3 separate regions of the Mus musculus genome follow, and regions 1 and 3 are each linked to region 2. The links are chromatin contacts, called in public promoter capture Hi-C maps. All regions are on one chromosome and are shown on one strand. Each heading gives the region's core, a stretch centred on a gene start, on an enhancer-like site or on the middle of the called end of the contact. The rest is flanking DNA. Distances are from core to core; before and after follow the strand shown. Region 1 holds the start of Abhd5 (abhydrolase domain containing 5). Region 2 holds the start of Rpsa (ribosomal protein SA). Region 3 holds the start of Kif15 (kinesin family member 15).

Region 1 (4,287 bases), core at 332-2,831, 2.2 Mb before region 2:
ATGAAAATGGGAGTGGTCAGATCTACTCACAGGGGAGACTCTAGGATTATCATGACCACACTGGGGGAGCACCCAGCAAGAACCTAGCCTTCTTTCTGTTTGCATGGTTATCCAGCACTGCTCACGGGTCCTGCCAAAAATACCAGAGAGGTCTACCTCTGACTAGGGACTGTAACCAGTCTTGCCCTCAGTGACCTCCAGCCATCATCAGAGCCATGTCACTCTCACCGTTGTGCTATGGATTCCTGAGCCTCACAGTATCAAGACCAAAAGGGCCCACAAGTTAGAATTCTCAGAGCCAGAAAAATGTCCTGACAAATTTAATAGAAACCCAAGCTACCAGGTCCTAGTTGTACCACATGACACTCTGTATTTCATGTCAATATAACTAGGAAGTTCAACAACAGACCAAAACAGTGGCTCCACTTGTTAATTATCACTTAAACAAAACTTGAAGAGTGTAGTTTCTAGCATTTCAAAAATATTCCTCCCCTAACATCTTTCCAAAATACTTACTTTCACATTACCATAATCTATTTACCCTATGGTTATCTTTCCCATACAAATGTCTCCAAATAGCTGAAGTACAACTGTCAAAATAATTTATAAAGGAGATGTATAGTCCCGTCCATATAAAACAAGTAGCCTTTTGAGAATCAGTGAAATAACTTTCATAGTAATTTAATTTTTCCACCAAGCATTGTTCTACTCACAAGGGCATGACATATCAAAAACAAAAAAGAATAACTTACTATGTCTATGAAGAAGTTGGGTGTGGTGGTTCACACATGTGATCTCAGCACTGGACGGCTGAGGCAAAAGGATTGGGTCTCTGCAGAGTTGAAAAGCTACCCTGGTCTACAGATTTCCAGGCCAGCAAGGGCTACATAGAGTGACTCCGGTTTCCAAAAAAAACAAAACAACAACAACAACAACTTAAGGGCTTCCTTCCTGTTAGGCATCTGCCCTTCAACTTTCACAAAGTTTGCCAGGGCTAGTGAAGCCAGACCGCCGGGTCACGGGAGCGCACGCACGGGGCAGCGGGAGGTGGGACGCAAGCGCCCCAGGCGCACCGGCGGCGATCGGCTGTCCCGCGAGGCTCCGAGTCCGACGCCTTCTCCCACCCTGGCGACGCACGGCTCCCGGCGCGGAGTTCTGAGCTCCGCCGCGCTCGGGATCACCGGGACGGCCGTCAACAGCAGCCGCTTTCCCTCCCCGCAGCCCCGCGGCCCTGACCGGGCCTGTCTGCCCCGACGGGTCGAGAGAGCGGGCGCCCGCGCCTTCCCTCGGCTGGCCGCCCGGGGTCGCCAGAGCGCACGAGACCCACGTCGTCCCCCCCTTCCCGGGTGATCCTCACCCTCCACCGGCGTCTGCCGAGTCCACCTCCTCCTCCGCCGCCATCGCTTTCATCACCGCCGCCGCGCAAGCGCAGGGACACACCTCGAAGCCGGCTGACAGGCCGACTGGGCGGCCCCGGGCCGCGGCCGCCCTTAAGACCGCACCGCCCGCGCATGCGTCGTCCGCCCGCTGGGACGATCCGAGGGCGCGGCCGCGCCACCGCAGGCTCGGCGTCCCAGCGGCCCGGCCTCGCAGACACGCATGCGCTGCCCGCCTGTCGCGCGGAGGCGGGGGCACTGGTAAGGAAGGTCAGCCCGACGCCGCGGGAGCCTAGGTAGTCATCCGTCGGAATAATGACCATTAATGCGTCATTCCGCCCGTGTGGACTGCCCTGGACGGGGCGCTAGGCAAGCCGTAGGTAGCCTGGAGTGAGACCCCAGCCAGAAATAGCCTGAGTGGCAGAAGTGCGCATCCTGTGGTGCTGGACCCTCCAGCCCTTACTTTCAGGTGGTGGCCTCTAGGAACTTGCACTCCACCCTGCCAGACTCTAGACTCCGGAAGGCTGAGAGCTTATGTGTGGGTACTAGAATTACACACACACCACCACCATCACCACCACCACCATCATCATCCCCACAGACCACAGAAGAGAGGGGCGAGGGAGGGAGAGAGGGAGAGCACTTCCTAGAATCCATTCTAAAATGATAGAGGGCTGAGGGCTCATAAAAATATTCTCATGAGCTCGATATGGTGGTCCACACCCTTCAAAAACACTTGGGAGTCAGAGGCAAACACATTTCTGTGAGTTGGATTAGCCTGATTAGCCAGCCAGAGCTACACAGTGAGACCCTGTCTTTAAAATAAATAAATTTAAAGGGGAGAGGGCTCGAGGGATGGCTCAGTGGTTAAGAGTGCATACTGTCCTATAGAAGAGAATGGGTTTGTTTCCAGCATCCATGTGGAGCCCCACAACTGCTTGTAATTCCAGTTCCAGGGGAGCAACACCCTCTTCTGGCCTCAGAGCACCTTAATGTATATGGTGCACATACAGGCAAGGAGGCACACCCTCGAGTGGGATTATTTTAATAATTTTTTTCCTGGTTAAGGGACGTGAGCAAATGCGTGAAAGTGATAAAGAGTAAAGCTCAGTACAGGCAAATGAAAGTCAGCAGCTAGCAAGTAAGTCCAAGACTGCGCTTTAAAAATAGAATTCAGAACTATGGCACTCACTGTGATTAAACAAATAGAGGCATCCTGGTGTTGCATAAGGGATGTTTCCCTTGGCTGGGGGCAGGTTCCTCCGGTCAGGAGAAAGTGTATGAACTAGCCTAGCTCTTTGTGCTTGTGACAAGCTGCCTACAGCTGGAGCTGTGTTGTGCAGGGGCCATCTATGCATTAGTTCCTAGGTTCAATTCCCATCCTGCCCTCTACCCCACACTCCAAAAAATGAAATTCTGAGAATATGTAATAGGTTCTCTTAGTTCAGCCACACCTGGGTGGTACTGATGCCCGGAACTACTCAGGAGCCTGATGTAAGCTAACTGAGTCTCAAATAATTCTAATAAGGCCAAAATATGTGGCATTCCCCCTTTCCCAGAGATCTAACCAAGAGCAGGTGTGTGGATGTGGGTTTGAACAGAAACAGAGGCTCCCACCACCCTCTTGATTTTTTTGAAGGCAAATGGATAATGTAAATATCGTTTGTATTCCCTTCGTTACTTTAGGATTACCTCTCTCCAGTCATCAGCTCCTCAGGAAGGCCAGAGTCCTTCCTGAAGCCTACACTAATATTCTTCCCTGTATTTAAGACCCCATGCATCACTCTCCATTTTAGACCACATTTGCTGCTGTAGAGAAACACCTTGACTAATCATTTACAACAAACAAGTTTTATCCCTCACAGTGCTGGAGACTGTGAGGAAGGCGTCTGTGGTATACAAAGAGGGCCTTGCTGCTTCATCTCATGGCAGAGGGCAAAGAGAGCAAGAAAGGGGCCTAACCCTTCTTTTTATAAGAAACCCCCTCCCCCAGAACTGACTCCCGAGATGAAGGCATTAATTGATCCGTGAAAGTAGCACCTCTGTGGCTCAGATGCTGCCCTTAGGCCTCACCTTTCAATACCACTACATGGGTTGCGCTTCCAGTATGAGAACGTTGGGGACACATTTAAACTTCTGATGCTCCTCCACTCCTCTCTCACTGTGATCTCTCCCCCCGGCCCCCGAGCCCCACTCCCTATAGTTCTTAACTTTCTACAATGGCAACAGTTTCTTAGAGATTATCACACTGATTTTATGAGCATGTGTTTGGGTGTGGCATGCACATGCTGTGGTTAGTACATAGATGCCAGAGAATGCTTTGCTGGAATTGGTTCTCAGGTTGCCAGGCCTAACAGCAGGCACCTTTCCCCATTGAGCCATCTTGCTGGCCCACGCTTACCCCTTTTTCAACGGATATTACCAAATACCCTTCCAATGACAGCAAGAGTATTTCAGGGCTGTGGTATTGTCTGTGGTTTAAAGGAGAGGGAAGTGACCAATATCCTCTTATAAGTAATATTTCTCACTGTGTCTGATATTGTAGGAAGATGGAAACCTATAAATAGTTTTATAGAAGCTCTCAGTTGTTGCCAGCAGCTTGCAATGTGTCTTCAGAAACTGACCATCTCCACCTTAAAGGTTATATCCAGCCTAGGAACCCTCTACTGTTTAGGCCAGCTAGCTGTGGGGGCCTCTACTGCCCACACAGTTACAGGCCAGTGGTGTTGAATTCAGTAACAATACTCCAAAGTCTCCAACTCCTGTGGCACTTTCAAGAAGTTGGGCTGGCAAGAATGTACCCTTGGAAGTCTTCATGGACCCTAGGCTTGCTCTAGTGTGTGGCTACTGAGCACTGAAAACAAACAAAAAGCACACCATTAATCTAAAGCTGGTTCTGTGTGGAAACTGA
Region 2 (4,236 bases), core at 1,373-3,872:
TGTCAGCTCTGCAAGACCAAGTACCTTGTTGTTGCATGGGATGGCAATGTCCACATAGCGCAGGGGAGAATCTGTGTTACACAGAGCAATGGTGGGCAGGTTGACATAAGAGGCCTCTGTGAGTGGCTGATGGTCAGCCCTGGGATCGGTCACCACTAGAAGCCGTGGCTCCCTGAAGGCTGCTTGGATCTGGTTAGTGAAGGTCCCAGGTGTGAAGCGGCCAGCGATCGGAGTGGCTCCTGTGGCAGCAGCAAACTTCAGCACAGCTCGCTTTGAAGGGAGATTGAGTCAGCATTATCATGCATGCTTCACGAGGAAACTGCTGATACCCACTTCTAGTCACCTATCAAACACCAAAGCATCAAAGTACTGTGCTGAAGCACATTCTTAGGCTAACTGTAACACCTGCATGATGCCTTAGTGTGAGGCACCTGACTCAAGTTTCTCACATGCCCAAGCCCCCCAAAGGACAGTTACAGGTACTCAGCAAACACCTGACAAATTTATCCGAACACAGAGCAAGCTCATCACCCCCCCTCCTCTGTTTGTGGATAGTTCTTTAGTTAATTTAGGAGTGGTTATCCTGCAATGTACAAAAGTATATCACCCCCACACATGGTGGTTTGGTATTGGATCTCCTTGAACAGAACTATGGATGGTTTTAAGCCACCACGTACCAAAACTATCTCAACAGTTCATATCTCATTGTTTTATCAACTGATATACATGTTAACAAAGACTTAACTTGGCTATTTTGTTTGTGTCTGACGTTGCCTTTCCCTTAAGTCAGCACCAATTTCCTCTAACACAAAGCTCTGTTTGCCACCGAGTCAGCACTGTTTCCTGCATGGTTTGCCTCCTCAGTCACTGTCCACAGGACTCTGAGAAGTCGTAGGAATATGCAGGCGCGGGCACAAAGCCCAGCTTCATCTCCAACGCCGTGGAAAGGGACTGTACGTCACTGGGCAAGGCCTATGCTCCCCTATGCCACTAGGACAGAGCCCAGGGAGAGTGACCTCCTGGGTTGTCCACGTTGGATACTTTGCTTTGTATGCCCAATGTACTCTATCGATTACTGACCCCCAAACAAAAGCACATGCATGCCACAAACCTGGCCAGTGTTCCTGGAGGAGATGACGCTGACGTCAGCAGGATTCTCGATGGCAACAATAGCTCGAGCTGCGAGCAACAGCTTCTCCCAGGTCCTCTTCAGGTTTATGATGTAGATACCTAGGCCAGCAAACGGAACTCTCTGAGGAGCTTCCCAAGGCAGGAAGTCTGGCAGTCACTCTGCAGACCTGGCTGATCAGACTCCTGACTGCCTCCTAAACACTAGGATTAAAGGGTGTGAAACCACCACACCCAGCAACAAGTAGTTTAAAGTGGGTGTCCCAGACAGGCTTGCTAGCCTCATAGCCTTGTGAATGGACACTGTGGGAAGGTAAGGCATACGCATGTGGCAGTGACCACTACCAAACTCCAGTCATAGAGGCAAGCTCTACTGGTGTTAGCGAAAATCCTGCCATAAATTCAATGTAGCACACTTCCGACACTCAGAAGTTCACTGGCCAAGACTGGCCTCCACTCTGAGCTTTAATAGTGTGCAGGGTCAGTCAGTCCTCCATGACCTCTGGCCCCTTCCCACACATCCTCTTAGTTACATCACAAGCCAGAGTAGCACTCCAACACCAACCATTCAGTTACCAGGCACTATACCCATTAGAGCACCATAGTCAGGAACTGACTATCACAGGTGGCAACTGACCGTCACTTTTCCTTTTGTAGATGTACTGCTCCATCTGAAAGTCAAGGTTGGTGCCACCTAAGTGGGTTCCCGCAGCAAGGAATTTGAGGACATCCTCCTCCTTCATCTGCAGGACGTCAAGGGCTCCGGACATTGTGTAAGTTTCCCTTTAAGTTACGATGGGAATCTAAAAAAGGAATAAAATTCATCTTTTTTCTTCTGACACTAGAACTCACAAGATTGCCCTGCCTCCTGAGAGGGGGACTAAAGGCGTATGCCACTAGGCGCAGCACATCATCTGAGCTGAAATGGGTTGTGTTCTTATTCCTCCTTGCCTTTCGATTTTTCTGGCCACCTAGTCACTAAGGAAAGTGACTTTGTCAGCAGAGCACATATAGAAAAACTGGACAGTTGAAGTTAGCGCCTCCGCAGGCACACTGACTACAGGATAGCTACTTAAGTATAGCTGCTTCTTTGCACCGAGAGTTGCGCAAAGGCGGCCATGATCGGGGTGCTTCGGGAGTTGTATTTCGAGACTGGCCGGCAGTTCCCGTCCCATCTCCATGCGCCTCACAAGCACTTTTCCCAGCATCTTGCCGACAGGGCCCTCGAGCGTGGCGCGAACCGCAGAAGGGCCCCGCAGTGGCGCCCGCCCCACCTAACTGCGGGCCAGCACGTGGCGCTGCCGCCAGGAGCCAAGCCGCCCCGGCACACGCAGCCTCGGCGCCCTCCGCGCCCACCCATGGCGCGGGAAGCTAGTAAGCGCGCGTCCCGCGGCGTCCGGAGACGCCGAGGGCTCCACGTGAGACTCACCAAGAACAACGCCGTATGGACCCGTCCCCGGGTAGCGCGAAAGGACGGGCGGCCGGAAATGACGTCCTTAAATAACCCACAGCCAGCCAATGGCAAAGCAGGCTAAGCAAAAAGGGAGAACTTCCGCTCCGGAAAAAGCCTCTGGCGCACGCGCAGATTCAGTGAGTGGGCCCGCTGTAGCGCGCGCGGAGCGGAAGTTAAAGTGGCCCGCGCCTGCGCGGCTGCAGTCGCTGCACAGACCCCAGGCCGGAAGTAGCTGGGGCGAGGGGGGGGAGTGGGGGGGGGGGAGCGAGCGTGGAAAGTCCGTAGCTTTTGGTCCGCTGAGTGACGAATAGGCTTCAAGCTGGGCCACCTATGTCAGGATTAACTCCAGGAGCACACACCCGCCTGCCCCTCTGGTACTGGCTCCTTCCTACATTTGAGAACTACAAAATAGTAGTTACCCAGTAAGATATTACAAAAGTGTTGAAGGGAGCAGGGAGAAATTTGGATGCGTCATCTATTTACAAAGCGTTTATTACTGTATTCCATGTCTCAAGTAATCTAGAGATGACTTGGAGTCTGTGGGAGGGTTGTGGTTATTAGAAAATACCAGACTATTTTTGTTTTGTTTTGTTTTTCGAGACAGGGTTTCTCTGTACAGCCCTGGCTGTCCCGGAACTCACTTTATTGACCAGGCTGGCCTCGAACTCAGAAATCCGCCCGCCTCTGCCTCCGGAGTGCCGGGGCTAAATAAAGGCGTGTGCCACCACGCCCAGCTCAGACCATTTTATATTAGGGACTTGAGCATCTATGGGTTTGGCATCCATAGGTGGTTCTGGAACAAATCCCACAGATACTGAAGGATAACCATATATGCATACAACAAAAATAATAGATCAAAAACCCAGAGGAGTGTGGGTGCAGCTCCGTGGTAGAGTACTAACATCGAAAGGCTCTGGGTTTCTTCAGTTCTTGCTGGGGCAAGAGGACCATGAATTTGAAGCTATAGTCATACTCTGTCTCAAAAATAAATATAAAACGGTAAAACTAAAAAGAACAAAGCATTTAACTTGCCACATCGTGAATGTGTATCAAGATATCTTGTTAAGTAAAACAGAATATTCTAAAATCTATTAAGTGGTATGTTCAGGTCAGGTAGTGGTGGCCTATGCCTGTAATCCTAGCCAGCACTCAGGAGACAGAGGCAAGCAGATCTCTACGAGTTGAAAGCTAGTCTAATCTACAAAAATGAGTTCCAGGACAGCCAAAGCTACACAGAGAAACCCTGTCTTTAAAAAAAAGAAAAAATAGAGTGGCCTAGCTCCCTGCGGCTGTCCTTGGTCACGCTTGGTACCAGGCTGAAGCAGTCAAGATGACCTTATTTCAGCTTAGAAGTGAGCACTGGGTTCATATACTTGTCCCTGTAGGATTTGTCTTTGGGTATTATCTAGACAGAAAGGATGGTGAAAAGCTAACTGCTGCTGGGCCGTGGTATTGCACGCCTTTAATCCTAGCACTTAGGAGGCAGGAGCAGGCAGATTTCTGAGTTCGAGGCCAGCCTGGTTTACAGAGTGAATTCCAGGACACCCAGGACTACACATAGAAACCCTGTCTCGAAAAAAAACCAAAACAACAAAAAAAAGCTAACTGCCTTCAGGAATAAGAGCATGCTATTTCAAAGGGAACTAAGGCCCAAT
Region 3 (4,064 bases), core at 698-3,197, 2.8 Mb before region 2:
AAAAAGAGTGAACTAAAGGGCAATCAAAAGGAGAACAAGTTGTAACATGCTTACCTAGTACAACACTAAACAGCAGTGATAGCTGCTGCTGCCTATCATGTGCCCACAGGCACAAAGTGTCAGGACAGTTACTACAACAAGAAAAAGAATATATGTACCATGCTCATGAGCTTCAAGAATAGGTAAAACTAATCGGTGAGGGTAGAAATCAGAAGACTGGCTGAGGCCGAAGGAGTTACTGACTGACTACAAGGCTATCGCTGTCCTAGCACTTGGGAGGTGAAATCCTGAGGATCAGAAGCTCCAGGCCCTGTCTGGCTTCACAGAAACCTTAAGACGAGCCTAGATTTTAAAAAGAATTTAAGCTCTATCATGTACTAGTTTGTACGCTTAAATTCTCTTACTGCTGAAGAGGTAGAGGAGACAGGCTACTTTAAATAGAGGAAAAGATCACACAGAGCTGTTCAAATATCAGTGTAATAGACTTAAAGGGTTACTAAAACAATTCATCAGGAAACAATAACAATTGACAAAGAGCTACAAACATGAACACTATTGTAAATTTCAAATGTATAATTTCACAATTTTCTCAAGTATCTCATTTTATTCTCAAATCTTATAATCAGCCGAAAAACAAAGGAAAAAAAAAAAAACCACACATGCCAGCACCCATATTCAGAAGCTCACAACCACTCATAATGCTAGCTCTAGAGTATCCAACCACTCCACGGCCATCTTCACCCACACAAGCAACCTACACACAAACTACACTCGCAGCTGTGCACACATATACACATGCATGTGCACTCACATACACACCAATAATTAAAAATAATTTAAGAAAGATAATAGGCAATATAAGAGGTGGCACTCATATACGTTGGAAGTGGGGGATTAAATCAATCTCTTTGTGATGAAAACAGATTAATATATATATTAGTCTACTCATAATCTGCACTTCTTTTTTCTATGTTTTTTTCCTCAGCCATCAATCACAATCTAAAACAACTAAATAGAAAATTCAGAATGAAACAATTTCTAAGCCTTTTTTTTTTTTTTTTTTTAAACAAGGTCTCAATATAAAGCCTCATGCTACACAACTCTTTTTAGCCAGGTACTATAAACACTACTCTCCTAACAGTCTCAGCCATTTGTTATTAGATCAAGTGGCTATATCACAATGCTTGTGTTCAAGTGACTTTTGGATACTAACTCTGTCATACTGTCTACAGAATTTCTCTCAGCAAGTAGACACCGTAGAATCTCATAGGATAAAAGACCGGTATAATAAGACACTATGTCAAAGACTACTTTCAAATAACTATTACTGTCTATTACTATAATTGAGGCAAAGACTACTTTCAAATAACTATTACTGTCTATTACTATAATTGAGGTATTTTAGTATTAGCTAATCTTAGTACACTTAGTTTACAGAGCACATTATCTATAGGGTTCTGTACTAAGATACAGTTCTGGTTTCAGGAACTCATGAAGTCTTGCATGAAGAATGGGAACTGTTGTAAAGGGACCGTTGCAATTCGCTTTAAAGTTCCCTCCTCTGAGGGTAGGCCACCGAAGGGAACACAAATCCCTTCCCTTCAAAAAAGGCAGAAATAGGTAATCAAGCATCAAGTGCAGCGCAAGGGCCGCCCTCAGGACACCAGAAGCCAGCAAGGAAACAGCAGGGTCCCATGCACAGAGAAGAGCGCTCGGGTGTAGGGTGGCCGAGGCGGGACGCCCGCGCTCCGTGAGGAACTCGGGTTCCCACTGCGTGTGCCGTCGTCGCCCTCGCGGGGCGCCCTAAGAGGTGACGCCCCGTAGCACCGGCATCTGCCAGCGGCGATGAGTTCACCAGGCAGGCTCGCAACTTACATTTGCAGCCGGGGGCCATGGCGACCCCGTCCGAGATTCGCTTACGCCAGGACCACCAGAATCCTCCCTTCAAGATGGCCGCAGATTTGAATTTGGCGCCCCAACGGACCACGCCTCCTGGGCGTGGTCGGATGGCGTCACTAACACGGTCTACGTCAGAAGTCCGCGCGGGCGACAGACACTTTGTACCCTGCCAAGTCTGCCGAGTGCTATTTATTGTTGGTCAGAACCAGAACTACCATGAGCAAGCGGAACCAAGTGTCCTATGTGCGGCCCGCAGAGCCCGCCTTCCTGTCCCGCTTCAAAGAGAGAGTCGGCTACAAGGAGGGGCCCACCGTAGAGACCAAGGTGAGGCCGCGGGAGTCGCCCCGAGTCAGACCCTCTATCTCCACCCCACTTCCGGCTCCTCGGTGCCGACGTAACTGACAGGTCCCTCACTCGCGACCAGCCGGACCCCAGGTCTGGCCTCTCGGGTCCAGGAATTCTTACTTGCAGGGTGCTATTCTTGAAAACGACCTAGCCCTAGTAGCTAGTCTAGACAGCTTTTCTGTCCTTTCTTACTTGCGGATCTCACTTTACCTGAGCAAGGTGATTGACAGCGTCGTCCCCTTTTTCAGATAAGGAGACCGAAGCCACTTGATTAAACGACTCGAATCAGGAGTCTTTGAAGGAATCAGCCAGGACTAGTAGAACCCCTGCTGTTTACCAAGCTGTGTGTCTCAAGATAGGGAAATGAAACAGTACTTCTCAAAGGGGGTTGTCTAATGAAGGTAACATTGAAAACACAATGCGTTCTTGCTGCCGAGAAGCTATGCACAGGTCAAACAAGAGGACATGCAGTTGTGTTCAAAAGCGCATCTAGGGATTCTTTAGTTTTGAGGGCTAGCTATGTAAGAGATGGCCTGGAGCATCCTAGACACAGTTTGAGAAAAAAAGACAGACATAATGGACAGTTGAGTACTCAAACTTAGTTGTCTAGACTCTTAGAAGCTGTGAAAGTTACATGGGATAAAATATAGTAGTGGGCAAAGGCCAAGTCATGCAGGGTATTCCCCATAAGATGACTGCCCAAAATTAAATATTAGACAGTTGCTTGAAAAATGAGATAATTCTGTATTTATCTCAAAGTATGCAAAACCTTTCTTAGTTAAAAAGTAGAAATGTTTTGACTTAGCTGACAAAATATAATTGTTACATTTGTACAGTGAGTACTAGGTTTCTGTTTGATAAATTTCAAAAGTTAAACAATTATGTACAGTATTGTTTATGTACAAAACCTTTTATATAACTATTTGTGTGTCCTTGAATAGCAGCTAATAGTATCTGCTGGGCAGTGGTGGCACATGTCTTTGAATCCTAGAACTCAGAATGAAGAAGCAGGCAGATCTCTGACTTCCAGACCAGCCTGATCTACAAATGGAGTTGCAGGGCAATGAAGGCTAAACAGAGGAAACCCTGTCTTGAAAAACAAACAAAGATATCTACAAAACTGAAGCTGTTAGTATATCAAATGAGCAGAGGTAGGGGAAAATATAATTTTCCTGTTATTTTCTGTACTTTTGTGGCTTGGATGGTAAAGTCAGGTTGTTGGTGTTTTGTTGGTTTTTGTTGTTGTTGTTTTATCAAATCCAGACAAGACAGGGATGAAAAATATTGATTAGAAAAGAGGAAGCAAGATGATGTGGCACTGCCTTCAATAGTCTAGATAGAAATTAATCCCACTGGAGAAGTTTCCCAGTTTCTGTTTTCTGGTATAGTAAAAATAAACTCTTTGGAGTTTATTTTTAATTAAAATTTTATCTTCTATTCATTTCAAGGATCATTATCCATTTTGCTTTTGTTCTAGTTTTGCTTGTTTGTTTGTTTTGTTATCAAGACAGGGTTTCTCTTTGTAGTCTTGGCTGGCCTGGAAATCACTGTGTAGACCAGGCTGGCCTCAAACTCACAGAGATCGGTCTGCCTCTGCCTCCTGAGTGCTAGGATTAAAGGTATACACAACCACTGCCCAGCCCACTTCACTTTAAAAATTACAGTTGCTCACAATGGCAGTGTTTGGTTAAAGATTATCAAACATTTTCTGTAGAAAATCCAGCCTCAGCTCCCAGATGAAGATGGCAATCACAGTGACAAAGAAGATGAACAGCCTCAAGTAGTGGTTTTAAAAAAGGGAGACCTAACAGCTGAAGAGG

The links. Promoter capture Hi-C pulls out the DNA fragments that hold promoters and counts their contacts.
Region 1: a contact with region 2 is called in a promoter capture Hi-C map of pre-B cells, with 4 times the contacts expected there. The contact joins the promoter of Abhd5 here to the promoter of Rpsa in region 2. A contact is called at or near these places in 2 of 39 promoter capture datasets (liver and pre-B cells) and 1 of 9 other capture datasets (liver).
Region 3: a contact with region 2 is called in a promoter capture Hi-C map of erythroid cells, with 4 times the contacts expected there. The contact joins the promoter of Kif15 here to the promoter of Rpsa in region 2. A contact is called at or near these places in 3 of 39 promoter capture datasets (erythroid cells, liver and pre-B cells).

What each region holds. Positions count from the first base shown.
Region 1 is chr9:122,348,910-122,353,196 of GRCm38.p6, reverse strand. It overlaps Abhd5 (abhydrolase domain containing 5), which reads right to left and starts at 1,581. Exons shown (of 7, transcript NM_026179.2): 1 at 1,358-1,581. The coding sequence starts at 1,410.
Region 2 is chr9:120,126,152-120,130,387 of GRCm38.p6, reverse strand. It overlaps Rpsa (ribosomal protein SA), which reads right to left and starts at 2,622. Exons shown (of 7, transcript NM_011029.4): 1 at 2,558-2,622; 2 at 1,766-1,931; 3 at 1,112-1,230; 4 at 25-270. The coding sequence starts at 1,898. LOC115485682 (a small nucleolar RNA gene) reads right to left here and starts at 1,608; the gene lies at 1,453-1,608. It overlaps Gm26448 (a small nucleolar RNA gene), which reads right to left and starts at 1,037; the gene lies at 835-1,037.
Region 3 is chr9:122,948,964-122,953,027 of GRCm38.p6, reverse strand. It overlaps Kif15 (kinesin family member 15), which reads right to left and starts at 1,947. Exons shown (of 35, transcript NM_010620.1): 1 at 1,876-1,947. The coding sequence starts at 1,894. It overlaps 1110059G10Rik (RIKEN cDNA 1110059G10 gene), which reads left to right and starts at 2,028. Exons shown (of 3, transcript NM_025419.4): 1 at 2,028-2,223; 2 at 3,959-4,064. The coding sequence starts at 2,116.